2 separate regions of the Sus scrofa genome follow, and region 2 is linked to region 1. Evidence: chromatin contacts called from public HiChIP or PLAC-seq data. All regions are on one chromosome and are shown on one strand. The core of a region is the stretch at or near the end of the contact, and the rest is flanking DNA. Distances in the headings are between cores, read along the strand shown.

Region 1 (6,354 bases), core at 485-2,984:
GTTACAATAAATCTTTATTTATTAAAACAGATGGCAGACCAGGTATCCCTAAGGCATAGTTTGCTGACTCCTGCCCTAAAGAAACATTTAATCATACATTCAAAGATAAATATATAAGAATGTTCATAGCAACATTTTTGGCAATGGAACAAATTAGTAACAATTAAATATCCATCACTAGAAGAATGGAAAATGAATTGTATGAATGTGTGAGGAAATACTATATCAGCAGAGAAAACCATGACTCTAAAAAGACACATGTACTCCAGTGTTCACTACAGCACTGTATACAGTAGCCAAGATATGGAAACAACCTAAATGTCCATCAACAGAGGAGTGGATAAAGAAGATGTGGTACATATACGCAATGGAATATTAGCCATTAGAAGAAAAGAAATAATGGCATTTTCAACAACATGGATGGACCTAGAAATTATCATGCTAAGTGAGGTCGGTCAGACAGTGAGACACCAACATCATATGCTGTCGCTTACATGTAGAATCTAAAAAAAGGACACAATGAACTTCTTTGCAGAACAGATACTGACTCACAGACTTTGAAAAATTTATGGTTACCAAATGAGACAGGTTGGGGGGTAGGGGGGTGCACTGGGGGTTTAGGATGGAAATGCTATAAAATTGGGTTGTGATGATCATTGTACACCTATAAATGTAATAAAATTCATTGAGTCCAAAAAAAAAGATGCTATATCAGAATAAATGAGTAAATAGGAATACTGTATATCATCATGGATAAATCTCACAATGTTTAAGCAAGAAGGATGCAGACAGAATGATACAATTTATTTACAGTTTTACAAAATAACTACACATATTATCTTGAGATATGTATATACATAGTAAAAGTATAAAGACATTTTTGGAAAAGCCAAACATCAAGTTTAGGGTAGTGAAAACCTGTGTCAGAGAGTAAGGATAGTGCTGTTGGGGAGCGGCACATAGGGAACTTAAACTGCAATTTAACATTTTAGTTCTTAGGCTAATGGGGGATACATAGATGGTGGGTAGATGAGTGCTCATTATCCTATATCCTAGACCTATTTGTTTGTCTCAAGTATTTTTATAATTAAAAAAATTCGGGGTTTTAACATTTTGAATGCCTTTGTGTTGGACTGCAGGTTTTGACCTATTGTTGATATACAGGTGCAGTTACCTTGAATCTTAATGTGTTACTCAGCGGTAGGGCCGACATACTCCATCCCTGGAGCCGGTTTGACAGCACATTTAACGTGAGGACATTTGTTTTGGACGATGAAAATGCTTTTAATAACCTTGGTCTTCCAGCAACACTCTTATTTATGATTAGAATATGTTGCTATGGAAAATTGCTTGTTGAGGGGGAAAGGGCTTTAAGATTTTGTTTTGTTTTTCATTTGTTTGTCTTCTTGTACTTTAACCTTACTTCAGTTTTCTTACCCAGATTCTATGGCTGTATTGTTGTTGTCTGCATTTTCTTTTTGAACATTCTAGTAAGAGATTCACAAACTATCTTTGCCCTTTATTTCACATTTTAGGTGGGTGAGTTTTGGTCACCAAGCATCAAGTTAGGTGGTTTTCTCATTCTCCAGAGAGGATGAGAAAAACTGGAAATGCCTTCTACATGGGGAATTGATTAAGCTCAGATTTTTTTTTCCCACACTGGAAAGATGCTGATTTGGATTCATAGTCATGATATGACTCAGCCACAGCTGGGAACATGTTGTCCACTTACAGTGAGCTGTTCTTTGCTTGGGAAAGGTGACAGACTGACAGGGCAGGGGAGAGAAGTGCTGGATTGGTTTTGGTGTTTAGGAATTTTTTCCATGAAGACATGCCTTGGACTCCCATTCACTTTTGCATGTCCCTTAGGCACAGCTGTCTGGAAAGGAGTCTTGTTTTTGTCTCTGAGCATATATGACAAATGATCTTTGAACCTGGTGTAACTGAAATAGCCACAGCAGATCCTAGCCTACATATCTACAGATTGTTGACATAGAGGCAAGTACCACCGGGGCATCTCTCCCTCTCTTGTGTGCATCTTGTAAGGCAGGGCTGAGTAACAGTAAGGACTGTTAAGTATATAGTTTGTATTGTTGTTTTTTGAAAATAGTGAGGATTCATTTCACTATGTTTCGGCCAGCATTTATCCAGTACACTGCCTTCTATTTTCTTCACAGCTGTTCACTGCCATACATTTCTGATCCAAAATACAAAGTTGTCCAAAAAAATGTGGAACACATTGACCTGATCTTTGCACCAGGGAAGTCACATTACAGGAAAGATGAAATTATTAGAATGAGGCTTTTGTGGGGAACTGAATATTTCTGGATTTATAGGGATGATTAGGCCCCTATCTTTCTCAATGCAGTTTGTCTTCATTATTTAATATTTGGGGCCAACAAATGTGTTTTCTAACAAATATAACTTTGATATCCAAAACATTTAATGTGGCTCTCGAAGACTGAGTTGGCAGCAGATGTTGAATTAGAAATTATGAGGAATGTGAGTGAGCGTTGCCAGCATGGAGTATAGCATGTGAACATAAACTGATCATAAAGTGGCAAAGTCTAGGAAAGCCTTAGTAACTAACAAGAAGACATCTTTATACGATGTCATAAAGAAATAAGTTTACTTCAAACATTACATGAATACTAAAATTTATGTGATAACTAGAACATGCTATGAAAAATTTCCTGGCCAAGATGCCTTGCTTTAAGATATGCCTTAAAATAATTTAAAATTATCACATCCGTGCACTCTTCCAAAGAGTGGTCACCTCTTAGAAGGAGGAAGAGTATGGTATATTTGTTAAGAGCCTAATGTTTGGACTTAGGGTCCAGCTTCTCTAGAAAACCTCTGAGTGGTTTCTCTCTGAGATTTATTTTCTGCATCTGTAAAGAACAGATTAAAGTAATTACATCATAGATTTGTTGTGAGGATTTAATAAGATAATATAAAGCAGCTAGTCGGCTCAATAAGTGATATCTATCATGATTACATTATATAAATGATATGTAAATGATAAAACTGAAACCTTTTCTAAGTTGATAAATATCCTTCTATAATGTAGTTCAATATTATTCATTTATCATATCACATTTCTTATTAATATTATAAAAGACAATTTACTTCGGTTCTTAATTGAAAGGGCACAGAATCTGAATTAAAGAGATCTAAATTAAAGAAGTTTTTCTCTGGCAAGCTTCGTACTTAGGATCTCCAAAGACAATATTTTAATTAATTTTAATAATTTTTTTTCTTTTTTGATCACCCTGTAGCATTATGGAGTTTCCAGGCCAGGGATTAGACTGAGCTGTTGGCGTGGCAGCACTGAATCCTTAACCCATGGTATCAGGCCAGAGATCCAACCTGTGTCCTGGTGCTGCAGAGATGTCGTTGTGCCACAGCAAGAACTCTGTAGGAAAGAATTTTAAAGTAGCTATTGTATAGAGATACCTGTAAAAAATAGTGGAGGAGAGAATACAAAGACAGGAACTTCCATAGGAATACATTATTTCTTTGAACTTACACGTTTTAAAATGTCAACATTACTCTTGTTGAGAACATGTAAACTATGACATGTGCTTCCACATCTTACAAATAGTCACTGCCTTAGAAGAGTTAAAGTTCATTATGTTATAGAAAAAAAAATTAATAATAGGTAGACTGGAATTTTCTTAATTTTCGTAGAAGATATTGTATATGTTTCTTGGTTGGTTGGTTTTAGTTTTGATTTCTCAGTTGGTTGACTGCAAAACTCTAGAAGATATATGACTAGAAGAGAAGCAGAGATAATTTTGGAGGAAGTTGTGGCTATTCTTGGCGTGAGGTCAATGGGAATTTATTTTTTAGTTGGGCGAGAGAGTAAAGAGAAAATACAGTGTCTTTTAAACAGACGTTAACCCCTTGACAAAGTAGGTTCTGATAGAGGCAATCCTGAGGCACCTCCATGTGCCTTCTTTGTTAGTGACTTTTCTAGAAGGAATGAGAAGAGGAAGAGAGGAAATGACCAGTTCCACGGGACAGCTGAGTTTTCAGGGGACTATCTTTTACTATGGCCTGAGAAACAAAGCATTATGTGTTAAATGAAAAACTGTGTATTTCATGGTGGTCTTACTTATATTAATTTAGACAACATGGAAGTGCTTTAAAATCAAAAGCTCCATATTTATACAAATTTATGTTGTGAAGAACTTTAGTGTAAGGCTCATACTGAACTCCATAAACTTTTGCCATTTGCGATGTTGGCATTACTCTGCCAAGGTTCATCTGAGGATCTTGTTTTTGTGGGAGCAGCTGGTGGAATTAGTTCTATGCCCATTTGTTGTGAAAGAAAGTGAAAGGACACTGAATTAGCTTGACAAGATCTCACCAATGGATGGTTAGCAGAATTGGCCATTTCAGGTTAGTAGATTATCCTGCTCACTAGCTCTTTCAATTTAGTTTGTCTTACATAAATATTCATTATGCCATGTCAGAATCTCTTTGGAAAGTCTCCTCTCCCCATGTCTCATCCATTTGGTTTAGTAGGGCTCACACTACCCAGCTCCAGGGATGAGGATGTATCCCAGATCTGCTTAAGGAATGTACCGCCTGTCTTTGGTCACAGTGATTGGTTCAGAATTGGGCACAAGATCCAGTGTGAGCCAGTTAGAGTTAATGATGAAAATTTGCCTGTGCTATCTAAATGAGCCAGCTAAACTGGTGTAGATCTTTTCCATCTTTTTACAGAGACCCTGGCATAAAATAAAGCAGATACTGAGGAAAACAGGGCTGTGAAATAGAGAAAGACATGATGTCCTAATGATATCATGTAAAACCCTGGCTCCAGCTCTCCTGAAGCCAGATTCAGCTCTTACATTCCTAGTTATATGTGTCAGCAATTTTATGTCTGTGGTTAATTTATTTTGAGGTTGGTGTCTGTCATTTCCAACAAAAATATCTTTCTTTTATTTTTTTTTCATTTTCCTCTCTTCCATTTCTTCTTTTCTTCTTTCCCTTTTCTTCTTATCCTTTCTTTTCTTCCCTTTCCCCTTAGTTCAAAAGTCTTTAATAAGAATCTAAAGCAAATATAATCATATCATGGAGGGACTTGAAAATTCATATAACACTGTTGGATTTTATAATTTAAACCCTAAAGTTTTTATTTTATTTTTATTTTTATTTGTCTTTTTAAGGCTGCACCATGGCATATGGAGGTTCTCAGGCTAGGGGTTAAATTGGAGCTGCAGCTGCTGACTTACACCACAGCCACAGCAACTCAGGATCCGAGCCACGTCTGTGATCTACACCACAGCTCACAGCAGTGTTGGATTCTTAATCTACTGAACAAGGCCAGGGATTGAACCTGTGTCTTCATGAACGCTAGTCAGATTCATTTCTGCTGAGCCACAATGGGAACTCCTAAACCCAAGTTTTTAAATTCTGCAAATAGCATGATAGTAGACATTGAAGGATTAAGGGAGTGCATACATGAGGAGAAATGAAGCTGTTGTTCAAACTTACAAGGAAGAGTTCTTGCCTTTGAGTGTTAACATATTAGAATAGAGATGTAGGGATATATACAGATAATAATCAACGTATTTAAGAGCAGTAAGAGTAGAAATTATTAACTAATCAAATAAGAAGGATAAAGGGGAGCTGAAGATGATTCTGAGATTTTGAGTATATATGACTGGAATTTTGATGGAAAAAATAATTATTAGAAATCGAGAAATGGGGGAGTAAGCCAGTTGAAGGCTGTAGGAGATTGTATGCTGAGTTTTATTCTTGCTGAATTTGAATAGGCAGTCATCCTACTCAAAGTATCTTTGATGGTGTGGGCCAGAATTGAGTCAAGGACAGCAATCAAGATAAGGACAGATGTCTAAGACTTCAGCTGTTGAAATAAATACAGTCAGAAGGAGAAAGGAGAAGGAGGAATGAGGAAACAGGAGAGAGAGGTCAAGTTCAGAAAAGAGAAAGAAACCTGAAAGTTCTATTGATAAACCAAGGAAGATTCAAATTTTAAGACAAAAAAATTGGTGGTCTCAAATATTTTAAAAATGAAAAAGACTGCTATCTAGAAATACCTTATCCAGTCTATTAAGACAACTTTGAAATCTTCATAAATTAAATTTCACTGATATCTCATCAAAACCAATTCTATGTAGGATAGACTGAAATATAAATAAATTGAAAAATTTAAAGACAAAATTGAATATTCCTGAGAACTCCATTTGTAAACTTTAGAAGTGATGGAAAAAAATCGTAGTAGGAAAAGCTCATTAGATTTGATCACTTAGGAGTTCTCGTCATGGCTCAGTGGTTAACGAATCCGACTAGGAACCATGAGGTTGTGGGTTCAATCCCTGG
Region 2 (6,421 bases), core at 1,398-3,897, 220 kb after region 1:
CACACACACACACACACGCACACACACACACACACACACATGAGTGGACCTCTCATTACCCATCTTCTTCGTGAATACTATGACTCCCTTCCTACCCTGAACACATCATTACAGCCTTTCCTGGAAATGCAGCAAACCCCCAAAGGTTTAAATCAGTTCAGATCATTCTTGTTTTAACATTGTGTAGAGCATTAATAGCATCTTCAGGAAAAATACAACTTTTAAAATTGCTGCTTTAACCTTAGAAATGAGCCTGGTGGGACAATAGCAGGGGACATGAAGCCACGCTCCATGCAGAGCCTTGGCTCTGCTCCTTCTACAGAAAGAAGCCTAAAGAAATCATGAAGCACGAGAAGGTCACCTGTTAAGTTAGGCTATCAAACCACAAGGCTGAGCCTGGAGAGGCACTGGGGATTGTAGTGGGCTTCTGTCTCCAAACAGGGTTGAAGAATTAGGTTTAAGAGCAAAGATTAAAGGTAAAAGCCCACACTTTTTTTTTTCCCCCAATCAGAACCTCCTTGCTTTTATTGTGTTGGAACATTCTAGGTTTCTCATGGCTGATGAATATTAACACTAAGCACATGGCCAATGAATATGTGCTCTCAAATATTCCCTCTGGAATTATTCACGTTTTCCTGGTGCTTCATGAAGACAAGGAATGACTGGGTCCCAGTCTGCCTATTTTTGTCCCCAGCTTCAAGTGTATTTGGTTAACTAGGTGATCAACAGCCATTTGTTCTAGTGATGATGTTGTCCCTTGTTAACCCTGTTATCTTAAATCCCACATTTTAAAAAGTAAATATTACTACTTCGGCCTAGAGTCACGCTTTATTGGATGAATTGCCAAGTTTTTTTAATGGAGTTTTTTTTTTTTTTTTTTTTAAGATGAAATTGATAAAAGTGAAGACAAAAAAGGGAGTTGGACTCTAGCTCCTTCTTTAGGGCCAGCTCTGCCTGATGGCTTCGTGCCTTCTCACACCCCCAGCTTCCCTACCCACTCACATTTCTCTGAGCAGCTGTGCCAGGATTTCATACAGCAAAGGCTTTATGCCACACGGCCCTTCCACACGTCACATCTAAATCATCTTCATTAGCCTTGAAAACTTGGATCCCTAGTGGGGTTCCTGGCACCCCAAACAGCGGAAGCCCTGTGAGTGAGCTGGAGGCACGAAGCCACCGAGGCGGTGGCATCTTCTGGTTGAAATGCATTTTCAACAATGTGTGTGCCACCGAGCTGCTGCTTTTCTCCTCCTTTTGGTGAAAGGCAACTTCAAAATATTTTGTGCATATGAGATTCCCAGCACATATTGAACAGAGGGAGTCATGCATCCTTTTAGAAATTTTCCTGTGCTTAAGGAGACATGTGGTAGCCATATTTTCCAATGTAAATATCAGAACCCTTGATGGTATTTGTTGAGGTAAAGGAACAGAATATCTAAAGTGGGAATTACAGATGGTGAGTATGCCTCTCAGGAGTCACTAGACCAGTGATCTTTCTTTGCTTCCGGATCAGCTAGGAAGTCATTCTTCTCTAGTCTTTTCTTAGTTCTCTCTTGATTTTTCTAGTCTTGCTTTACCATTTTATGTTGAGAAAGATTTTTCCCACCCCTGAACTCTTTGTCCATAAGCCAGACCACAGGGAGAAACATCAAGATGTAGCATCTTTCATGCTGCTGGGAACCTTAGTTGTTGAAAAACTCATACAGCTGCCAAATATAAATGTGGCTAATCTGAGCCGATTCCACAGTTCATGAGAAGAATCTTCTAATCCTAGAATCAGCTATCTCTCCTCACTCAACACTAGCTCTACATTTACCTTTAATATGTTCCTTCTTCGGAATAATAGTAGAACTAATAATACTGATAATGATAACAACTGATATTCAGCCAGCACTTCTGAGCTGGGGGACTTATTAACTCATTTAAATGTCCACATAGCTTCCTTTAAACTCTTACTGGGAGTTTTGAGAGCTTCTCCGAGGATGACATTTTTTAAAATTTAGGATAAAACCATCTTTTATTATTAGAAACAATACTTAGAATTTACAGGAGAAAAAATGAGGAAGTACAAATAAGCCAGACAAAGGGAAGTGTTGAAAGCACCTCCGTCTCTTGCTCTCCAGTATTCCCCAGAAGAGGCTCCAGGGAACCAGTGTTTTTCCAGGACAGAGGTCAGGAAGTGGCAGCCTCCCCATGCAGTGAGTCCGCTCTGTGCTTCCCAGGTTTTACTCACTGAAACCTGAAATCTGAGTTCTTGGGCTCAATCCTCCACCTCCTGCACTTATCTTCCCCCCGCAAACACCTGGAAAAATTAGGGAGATGGGTGGGGCGCCAGATGTCTGCACAGGATTCAGGTACAACAGGCTGAAATGTGTTTGCAAGGGCAGCTGGGGAGCTTGTCTTGAAGCTCCATTTGCGCATAGGCATACTAAGTGTACTCAGATAGAATGTTTAAGAAATGAACACAGCTGATGTTGGATGGGCAGAGACTGTGGTGGGGCAAAATCCTCCTAAGATAACCCTTGACATTGGTTTGTGGTTGACCCCATTCAGGAGAGAAACTTGACAGCGCTTGTACCCAGTGAGCCAAGAGAGAAGGGGCAGCTGGGGCAGAGAAAGGGGCCCAAGACAAAGGCTCTTATGTCATCTGCCTGCCTGGGGCTGGTTCTCCCAGGACCGGAGCAGCTAGCAGCGGCAAACTCAGCTTGCTTTCTTTGTCCTTATTGAATTGGAAGGAAGTCAAGGAAGCCTGCACGATTGTAAGTCAGGGAAATGCGAGTGGCTATTAAAAGCTTGCAACATCAAACTTTCCCATTGGTATCAAGCCAACCCAGGGCAGATGTGTCAAACGCCTGCTTTCGGCTGCCTTGCTCACTCCAGGAAGGAGATGGGGGCAGCAGGAAGAGGGAACAGAAAGACGCAAATATTGTTAATAATGTTGCCTTCAGTCCTAGGGTAGGAGACCTACAGGTCAGTGGAGCCCCACTTAGTGCAGAGAATAGTCTGTGAAATCAGAGCAAAGACAGAAAACCAAACAGCTCTCTGCACAGGAATGAGAGAGAAAGGAGGCGAACTTGGTGGAATATCAGGGCTGTCTAGAGGCAGAACAAATAACCACAGGCTGGAAAAGTACAGTGGAGGGGAAATGTGGGGGCTAGGCAGATTCCTCACAGGGCTCAGGGCGATTTTCCTTGGCATCCTCTCAACTCTTTTGCTGTTGCTTCTTTGAATTGGACCATCTCGGGCGCTAAGTAAGCACACTCTCCATATTTTCACAAAGCTGGAGTGGAGAGAGCCTTTGAGGCCCACCGGAGGTCCAGAAGCCATAAAGGAAAAGGTTGACAGATTGGAATAATTAAGAAGCCAAAACTAATACTTGGCAAAGTCAGTTCACATGAATAAATATAAGAGTCAAATGAGGACGGTGGGAAAATATTTGCAACACAAAGAAGAGACAAAGAGTTAACATCCATCATAACTAAATTGCTCCTACAAAACAATATAAAAAGATGAAAGGGGAAAAATGGGCAAATGATAAGAGACATTTTAGAGAAGAATTTACAGATGGTCAGTAACATTTGAAAGATGCTCAAATCACTAATGGTTATAGGTTTTTTGTTGGTTTTTTTTTTTTTTTTTTTTTGTTTTTTTGTTTTGGTTAGGTTGGCAAAAATTGAGTAAGTTTTTGATGACATATAGGATAAGGATAAGGAGGATAAGGAGGAAAAGCCCTTTATATTTTGTTAATGGCTGTGACCTTTTTGAAAGACAATTTGGTAGAAGTTATCAAATTTAAAATAAACACTTTTTTCCAACCAAGCTATCCCATGTATAGGATTCTGTTTTAGAAAAGCTCTGATTTTTAGAGGGAAAGGGGTATGTGTGTGTGTGTGTGTATGTGTGTGTGCACATTGTAATAGCAAAATACTAGAGGTAAACTCAAGACTGTCAAGAGGAAAATGGACAAATAAATCATAGAACATTCATGCCAAAGAATATTACAGGACCACCAAAAAGATGCTGTGGATCTGAATGTACTGACATAGTTTTATGTTAAACGAAAAAAAGACTCAAATATCTATTACATATAGTATGTGTGTCTATATATTTGTGTGTAAAACACATGTATAGTATATATGTTCATATAGAGAGACATACATGGTATAATCCCATTTTTATAAAAAACAAATATGTAATCTATATTTGTACATACAGTAAAAAAAAAGGATGTAGGTAGAAAACACACACACACACAGGCTGCAAACTAATGAAAGCATTTTTTTTTTTTTTTTTGTCGTTTTGCCATTTCTTGGGCCGCTCCCACGGCATGTGGAGGTTCCCAGGCTAGGGATCTAATCGGAGCTGTAGCTGCCAGCCTATGCCAGAGACACAGCAACGCAGGATCCAAGCCGCGTCTGCAACCTACGCCACAGCTCACGGCAACGCCGAATCGTTAACCCACTGAGCAAGGGCAGGGATCAAAACCGCAACCTCATGGTTCCTAGTTAGATTCGTTAACCACTGCGCCACTACGGGAACTCCAAATGAAAGCATTTAAATATCGGGGGATGAGACAATTAACTAACAGGAAATTGGTTTTTATTTCTTGTATCTCTGTGTTGCTTGAATTTGTTGCTATAGTCTCTGTTACTCTCATAGTTAAAAAGCACAATGAGGAGTTCCTGTCGTGGCCCAGTGGTTAACGAATCTGACTAGGAACCATGAGGTTGGGTTCGGTCCCTGCCCTTGCTCAGTGGGTTAACGATCCGGCGTTGCTGTGAGCTGTGGTGTAGGTTGCAGACGCGGCTCGGATCCCGCGTTGCTGTGGCTCTGGCGTAGGCAGGTGGCTACAGCTCCGATTGGACCCCTAGCCTGGGAACCTCCATATGCCACAGGAGTGGCCCAAGAAATGGCAAAAAGACAAAAAAAAAAAAAAGCACAATGAAGAGGGGTAAACAGAGACACACATGCATTCACATTTCTATTGTAAGCAACATGGTAATTGTAGCACAAATTGTGGTTTACGAACAAAACACTTTCCTGCTCCTTCAAGACTGCTGACTGGCAGGGAGGGGTAATTTTGGAGACAGCTCTAAACTGAGGACAAAAGACGCCCCCCCACCCCCGGGGGTGTTAAGACAAGAGACAAGGCATTTCCACAGAAGTTATGAAACCAGATTCCCCATACTCCGATCTCAGTGTCTACACAAGAAAAAGACATCACCTTCTTTAGAATTCCCACCTCATTAGAGCCCTTGTGAGGATTCAGTGAGGTAATGGGTAGGGTGTTTGAAATACAGTCTAGGCACACAGTAGGTGATAGGTAGATTTCACTATTACAGAAGCAGTCAGTGTCCCTTCTGTAGCTCCTCCCGATGTGGAAGGAGGTGCATGTCAACTCGGGTCCACTTTCCCAAAGCCCGAGGTTTTCTATGACTTGCCTAGTGAAATGGGAGCTGGGAAGCCTGGCATCTTCTTCCTCCCCAGTGGCCACCAGTGGGAAAGGGTTTTAGGGAAGGGCAGAGAAGGTGAAAAGGCAAGGCTCACTCCCCTAGTTTCTCATGAAATCCAGTCAAGGATCAATCATGAGATTTTTAGGCTTCTGCAGAAGAAGGGGATATGGGGACCCACGGGTCATTGCATGGGATTTCAAATTGAAGTAACATTAGTTCCCTGGGAAGGTACAAGGCGAGAGGGAGAAATAGCCCTGAGAAGTGGGATCCCCAACAGAGCGAGGACCCTCGGGGGCCCTGATTGTCCCTGGGGGAGCTGGCCAGTAGCTCTCACGGGTTCAGGCTTGGCAAGTATTGACATGAGCTGCTGGATGCCCTCTATCTAGGAGTCATTATTTTGTTAAGCTGGCAGATTCCGCTTTCCCAGCTCTGCCCTCAGTGGTTAAAACGAGATGGTGGAGACTAGGAAAAGAACCTTAAAATAAGAATATTCTGAGGTTGAAATTAAAAAGCAGAATTTTTATAGCTGAATTGGACTAAAAAAAAAATCACTGTACTAAGTTTAAACTGGAATGAGAAAAAGATAAGGACTCTGTTCCAGGCTGATTTTGCAGCATATCTATTTGTGGGAGGAAGAGGGCTTGAAGAAAAACAGGGACAGGGACTTGGGGCCAAGAGAGGTACCTGTAGCTCCTGGTATAAGGCAGGTGTTCTGCTCCTGTGCTTTTCCTTTCTTCCATCTGCCATGCTCTCTATTACTCCTCTTTGCTCCTGAGGAGAAGGGTCCAGGAGAAAAGAATCAGTTCACCTTTAAAGCAAAAAGACTCTGGAGGGTTTTTTGTTATTGTTGGTTTGTGTGTTTTTAAGTACTATACTTTTAAGGCAATATATTGAAAGAGCAGTGAAAATGGAATTGAGAAAATCTATGGGGTCTGGGACAAAAATCTTAACCTCTCTTGGGCACAGTT

Evidence for each region. HiChIP or PLAC-seq counts read pairs in DNA pulled down with a chosen protein or histone mark.
Region 2: an H3K27ac HiChIP or PLAC-seq map of skeletal muscle shows a contact between it and region 1, with 5 times the contacts expected there. The contact joins two enhancer-like sites. A contact is called at or near these places in 2 of 47 Hi-C or Micro-C datasets (embryonic fibroblasts and epiblast stem cells) and 1 of 2 datasets of contacts at active chromatin or transcription factors (skeletal muscle).

Annotation. Positions count from the first base shown.
Region 1 is chr2:117,681,172-117,687,525 of Sscrofa11.1, forward strand. The region is part of intron 2 of NREP (neuronal regeneration-related protein); the gene reads left to right. Among named protein-coding and RNA genes, the nearest start is that of NREP, 180 kb to the left of the region's middle. Within about 2 kb of position 1,735, at least 10 of the 83 cell types and tissues checked have an H3K27ac peak or open chromatin away from gene starts, as enhancers often do. A contact at or near this core is called in skeletal muscle, where this site is marked.
Region 2 is chr2:117,899,079-117,905,499 of Sscrofa11.1, forward strand. No RefSeq gene overlaps it. Among named protein-coding and RNA genes, the nearest start is that of YTHDC2, 100 kb to the right of the region's middle. Within about 2 kb of position 2,648, at least 39 of the 83 cell types and tissues checked have an H3K27ac peak or open chromatin away from gene starts, as enhancers often do. A contact at or near this core is called in skeletal muscle, where this site is marked.